Linked DNA regions of Arabidopsis thaliana: region 2 is linked to region 1. The links are chromatin contacts, called in public targeted proximity ligation maps. All regions are on one chromosome and are shown on one strand. The core of a region is the stretch at or near the end of the contact, and the rest is flanking DNA. Distances in the headings are between cores, read along the strand shown. Region 1 holds the start of AT4G24970 (Histidine kinase-, DNA gyrase B-, and HSP90-like ATPase family protein). Region 2 holds the start of AT4G25070 (caldesmon-like protein).

Region 1 (3,292 bases), core at 612-3,111:
GTGCCACTGAATCCCATGTTAACCAAAGATTAGAAGAATCATGTTGTTGAACCAAGCAATTGAATGGAATTTCATATCAGAATACAACTCATAATAGAGCATGAAGTTGTTCTCTAACAATGCCATAAATGAAACAAAGAACGATTACCATGGGAACAACAATGTCCTCCTTTCCTGTGCTCCTTAGAAATGTATATGATAGGAGTCCGATGCTCTGCGTAGAGCTAAAACCAACATCAAGTAAATTATCTATTAACCAAAAATTATAACTTCAACTATTGTTCATATTCTTCGGGAATGAAATACAATCCAACAAAAATGATAAAAGACATGATAGCCGAAAGGTGTAACACATTGATAATAAACAACTAACCTCTTTCCATCTTTCCCAGGGCAACGCGAGAAAACAATAACATCAGCTCCAAGTCTCATTGTACTAGTCTTAAACCCATTGCCATCTATAAGCAGTAAATAAATTAAGCATCTTCCTGCAAACTTTCGATATAAGTCGGATAAACAAAGAATAATTACATTGTCCAATGGTGTTTGCAAGTTTGCTTTTTGCAGAGTATCCTAGAGACATGCATTGTCGCATTTTTTCAGGGTCCATCCCACCCCCGTTATCTGCAGTTCAAAACATAAGGATTCTCGTAGTACATGAGTGGACAAAAGTGTTGCATTTTAGGCAACCAATAACCACATGAATAAATTAGGGAAGAGGTTCTTTAAGAATTGCTAGGTAAAGTGTATACCTTCAATTAATAACATCCTGTTTCCCCCTTTGTTGTTTTCTAGCATGTCTACTTTAACATAAGTAGCTCCACTGGCAACCTGATATCAACGAGAGAAACCATTACTACACATCATACAATCTGTCTAAGACAAGTAAAGAAACAAAAACCTACCTCATCCAAGGCATTGTCCAAAAGCTCTGCAAAAGCTGCATAAGAGAACTCAGATAAGCTCAAAAAAATAGAGGCAAACTCGCTCATATAAAGGTTGACCAATAAGAATAATACCTCCAAGAGCCCATTTGTGACTAGTTGCATTAGAATGCAAAAACTTTGGATGGACTCTTACATGATCAAAACCACCTGAGACACAAATTGTAACACTCAAAAGTTTTGTTCCGACCAACATTCCACATTACTGTCTAATGAATAAAATTAAAATTTGGTTTACCTGAAGAAAGATCCCAGTTATCGCCAGCTGCTCCTTCATAATCTCCAGCTTTCCAAAACTGCTTACAACCGCCAATCTTCCCAGACGTGCCGGCATACGGTGGCGGCGGCGGCGGCGGTACAGGCCTGAAGACATTACACGGATTCGCAGGAATAGGATGCGTCAAACTTTCCGGTGGATTCGATTGGCCGAATCCTTCCGGTAACCCAACTCCTAACTCAGCAAGTGTTGTTACCTTCTTCACATTATTCCTATCCACTTCGGAAGAACCTCCAAAAGTATCTCGTCCTCTCTTCAGACCGACGAAGTTGTTTCCTACTTTCTCTAATCCACCGGCGACTTCTCCAATGTCGGAGTCGTCATCACTACTACAGAGATCGACTACAGTTACAGATTCTCTCCCCGGAAAGCCAGCCGGAGAAGTAGATGGAAGTTGAATCTCTCGCTTCACGTGAATACTGTTGTCCATTAATAGAAAATTTGGACAAGAAGATGAAAGAGTTGAAAAGCAAAAGTGATGATGAATTTAAAGTATTGACTATTGACTAGTTGAAAAGAGAAAACTTTTGGAATGTTTGCGCGAATGAATGATGAAGAAATCGAAAAATATTGGGAAAGAAAAAAAGAGTATTATATATCTCTTCAGAGAAGGAGGAACAAAGTTGACTTAAGACTTGAGAGGCTTTTCTAGTTTTTTTTTTAAATTATTATGTTAGTTGAGAAGATGGACCGTTTAAATTGTAAGCTCAATTATAATTGATTTTACACAACTAATTCTTATGGATCACACAATAGACGGCCCATAGACAAAATAAAACCCTAACGAATCTTCTCTTTCATTGTCTGTTGAAGTTTTTCAGTTTCTTGTCTTTTGGGATAAACATTAGCTGTGGAAAAGCTGACAAATGGTAAAGAAACTTCTGTTCGAGTTAGATCTCTTGTTTTAATTGTATACTTCATTCGTTAGTCCATTGTTTGTTCACTCTGTTTCTTCTTCTCAAGTTGTGTAGCTAATAACAGTGAATTGTGTTAGTCTGATCTTTAAGTTTTTTTGCGTGTGTGGTTTGGTTAAAAACTTAAAATGCATAATTGAAGTTGGCCTTGTGTGTTCCATTGTATAGCTAACTTAGGTTTCTCTTAGAGGAATTGATTGGTACTAGTTCTTTACTTCAATCTAAGAGTATGTGTAAGAATATTATACATGTGATATAATTCATGCTTGCTTCAAAACCGTGTAACATAAATCATTAATCAATTGCGGTTGCGGTTGCGGGAGTTTGCGGAAACAGGCGGTTGCGGTTTCAAGCATTATCAAGCGTTTTGAACGACTGGTTGAGCGTTTGATAATGGGTGCGTTTACGGAAGTTTTATGACTGGTAAATCAGCGAGTGCGATAGTAATTAAATAAAAAATAACCAAAATAAATATAATATATTAATTTTAAAAGAAAAAATACAATATATTATTATGATAAATTGATAATATTAGAAAATTAAACATGCTTAATAATTAAAACCATAAATAAAACATTAAATTCAAAAATAAATAAATTTTGTAAGAAAAAGCTTAGTACTTTATGCATTTGGTACATCACCAAAAATTGCATCAAGTAGTGTAATAAACTGTAAATAACGTTGAACTCGTGGATTTTCCGGATTGCCTCTATACATATGATAAAGTTCTAACAAGAAACGGGTCATCTCGTCTGACCAAATAATTTTCTAATCGAGAAAACAAATCAAAACATATATTCAATAAAAAAACTCAAAAAAATACAAAATAAAAAAAATGACGATGCCATGAAATACTCAGAGAATTACACTAGCTAATGAATGGATGAAAGGATAGATCATACTTACGTTTGATTTTTGATTTTGATTTTGATTTTCGTTAGTTTGGGTAGATGCCATAATTGAGAAAATAGGGTTTCAATATATTGATTAGGGTTTTCTGATAAGAATAAAATATATAGGGTTTGGATGGAAGATATAATTATTTTAATTAATTAAAAAAAAAAATTAACCTAACCGCTACCGCCCGCAACCGCAAACGCTTACGGGAAGAAGCTTTTGAAATCTGGCGATTTCAAGCGGTCCAAAACGGTATCTAG
Region 2 (3,371 bases), core at 548-3,047, 41 kb before region 1:
AAGCAACCTGTTGTAAGTCATACCAAGCTTAAAAGTAACCATCAACATTGTATATAAACATGTCTACAAAAGTCAAATGTACTGGATATAATAAACACCTGTTTCTCAAGCTCTTTAGCCCTTGCTTCTGCAGCTTCGCGTCTTTCTTCAGCGCGCTGAAGCTGCATATGTAACTCAAGAATATACACATCAAGTACAAAAAGGCAGCAAACACAAACAAATAACCTACATTAGAGATAAAGAGAGCGTTCACACTGACCTTATCCATTATATTATCGTTTTCTTCTTGAAGCATGTCTAACTGCAATGATAATGAGTTGGATTCAAATGAGAGATCAGTGATGTAACCAAAATAGTTTTCTTGTATTTTGGGAAACACCTACTTCATCACGCAGGGCTGAAGCTTCTCGATCATCTTCCTGCTGGTTAGAGTTATTAGGTGCTAAAATATTTGCAGGATGGTACCTGAAACTAATCGTTCGTTCCCAGTCATTTCGTCAAACACAACATATACAAAAGAAGCTTTGACTTGAGAAAAATTTGCTTTACCTTTTCTTATACTTTAATTGAGCTTCCGATTGTTTAGCAGGCACATCACATTGAACATTTTGCTTGTCTTCTCCGTTCTGCTCAAATTCCTCCAACGGATTCCGACGTGAATATGCCGGGACTCTAACCCTGAGTGTACTCTTTTCATTCTTTTGAGGAATCTCCACTGCCTTCCGGGAGACATCAGCTGCAATTTCGTCACTATCGTATTCATCGTCAAATTTAGTCGGAAGAACGACGGGTTTCACCACCGGAGCTAACTTCCCTCTGACTGGATCCCTAACCTCCACTGGATTCCGGGACACATCGGCTGTAATTTCATCACTATCGTATTCATCGTCAAATTTAGTCGGAAGAACGACTACGGGTTTGACCGCCGGAGCTACTTTTCCTCTGACGGTACCCCTAATCTCCACTGGATTCCGGGGAACATCCTCTGTAATTTCATCACTGTCGTATTCATCGTCAAATTTAGTCGGAAGAACGACTACGGGTTTGACCGCCGGAGCTACTTTTCCTCTGACCGGACCCCTAATCTCCACTGGATTCCGGGGAACATCCTCTGTAATTTCATCACTGTCGTATTCATCGTCAAATTTAGGCGTACTAACGACTTGTTTCACCGTCGAAGCTTCTTTCGAACCCCTAGCATTCCTTCCAGAAATCTCCACTGGAATCCGGCGCACATTGGAAAATTTAGGTGGCGGAAGAACGACCGGTTTCGTCGCCGGAGCTTTTCTCGGTTCCCTAGCATTCTTTTTAGGAATTATCACTGGATTTGGGCGAAAATTAGCTCTAGTTTCATCATCTTCGGATTCATCATCAAATTTAGGCGCCGGAAGTATGATCGGTTTCTTCGCCGGAGCCTTTTTCTCGTTGACTGAGCCCTTACCAATACGCTTATCATCTCGTCTTCGAGACTGAGTAAGAGGAGGAAGATGTACCTGGTACAGATCTTCACCTCCATCTTCATCGTCGTAATCATAATCATATTCGCGCTTCTCCATGACCTTCGCGAGTAGCTCGGCGGCGTTTTGTTTCCGGAGCGTGCTTTTGCCGGAGATTCCTCCTCCGCCGCCGCTCATCCGATGAGACGGAGACATCGTGGGTGAAGAAGAAGCGGAGGTTCCTGGTCTCCGCGCCATCGACGGAGTCAACAAGGTGGGAAAGACTTTTCGATTGAGCTGCTGAGGAAGAAGAAGGGAGAAGATGTAAACGAGGTACGCGTGGACCGAATGGTGGCGGGAGAGGAAGTTGAGAGAACGTGGGACCCATTTCTTTAATATATTTTTTCCTCAACTAAACCCATTTGTGCAATTTTAAAATCATTAGTAATTGTTTTATTTTTAAAACCTTTTAAATTAATTATGGAACCACAAATAACAACTGGGTACATTAATACAGATTACTAATAATTAGTTATCGATTCAATTTTGAATTACATATGAATCAAGAGAAAAATATTTATGTGTGAAGTAGTGTTGGCTTTTGGTAGATTTATGAATGTAAAGCTTGTGATTAATATTGTAATGAACTCTTGTCTTTTATTCTTCATGTCTAACATGATTTATTTTATATTTTGTATCGATTTAAGTGATATTTTTATGATGATTGCTTGAGATTCTCAAGCAACTGTACCATTACGAAATTGGAGGATTAGAAACATTAATCTATATGGCAAAACATACAAGGATGAGAAATACTACTCATATCATGATTGGGTTGTTTTAGGGGGTTTGAACATATTTGTTTTCAAAGTAAGATTGGACAAAAATCATTAAGTATAAAAAATATTGGAGGTGGTATCATCTCGGAGATATGTATTGATTGTCTACATCGTCTATAAAATCTACCAAGATTTGGTAACTTTGCAACCCGGAAGCGGCTAGAAGATTGCTTACACTACCATCATCTATGCAATTGCAATTGTAGTGCTGATAAAAAATTTACAGTTTAAGAAGAGAAGGGGTGACTTGTTCTGCAAGAAAATTAAAGACCTAGAATCTTTTGCATGATTTCATTGATATAAAGTTTAAATTAATTAGGTTTAATAAGTACATAAATACGTTCATTACAAAATAAAATAAAAATCAATTACTCAAAAGTTTAAGGATATCCATATTATTAGTACTTTTGAAATTACCTCAAATATATTTGAGATTACCCAATAAGAATGTCCAAAAAACCAACAATATCCTAGTCAAATTACATTCATACATATTTTCAGGTAATGTTTTTTTCACACCCATTCTATTTGAGTAGACAGTATACATCTGCTTTACCCTACTTGATACTACCCAACTCACCTAAGATCAACTCTCGTTTTCATTCTTTGAGGGTAGTTAACTTAACCTAACCACGACTAACAAAACGATGTCATAACTCAAATACAGAAAAGACCAGGTGGTAGTGAAACAATACACAATTATGAATTCGTCATAAGACCAATCACCACAAAGAATCAATCTCAACGTACCAAAGTTGTCTCATTGTCAACACCCAATCTTAGCTTCCGAAATAAATAAAAATAACAAACGGTCTAATATACCGTAATAAAACGCTCTGAAGGCAAGAATAGGTCAGGAAAGAAAAGACAGCCGGTTCAGGAAGTTTCCGCCGCGGGTTTCTTTTGAACAAGGTCCTCTATCAAATCAGCCGCCTCTTGGATGGTCGTAATGTTTTGAGCATCAGATTCCTCCACACTTATGTTAAACTTTTCCTCCAACGCCATCACTATCTCCACCTGCATCCATATTCACCCAACAATCTTAAAGAGTAACTACTAACTTATAACACAAAAGTAACCAATCAGAACAGAAAAT

What was found.
Region 2: a targeted proximity ligation map of shoot shows a contact between it and region 1, with 11 read pairs. A contact is called at or near these places in 3 of 26 Hi-C or Micro-C datasets (root and shoot) and 1 of 2 datasets of targeted methods (shoot).

Annotation. Positions count from the first base shown.
Region 1 is chr4:12,829,484-12,832,775 of TAIR10.1, reverse strand. AT4G24970 (Histidine kinase-, DNA gyrase B-, and HSP90-like ATPase family protein) reads right to left here and starts at 1,861. Exons shown (of 19, transcript NM_118629.3): 1 at 1,183-1,861; 2 at 1,020-1,094; 3 at 906-940; 4 at 753-831; 5 at 532-624; 6 at 374-458; 7 at 149-224. The coding sequence starts at 1,651.
Region 2 is chr4:12,870,805-12,874,175 of TAIR10.1, reverse strand. It overlaps AT4G25070 (caldesmon-like protein), which reads right to left and starts at 1,797. Exons shown (of 16, transcript NM_001125579.2): 1 at 550-1,797; 2 at 384-471; 3 at 260-301; 4 at 99-161; 5 at 1-7. The coding sequence starts at 1,694. It overlaps ACP4 (acyl carrier protein 4), which reads right to left. Exons shown (of 4, transcript NM_118637.4): 4 at 2,612-3,292. The coding sequence ends at 3,152.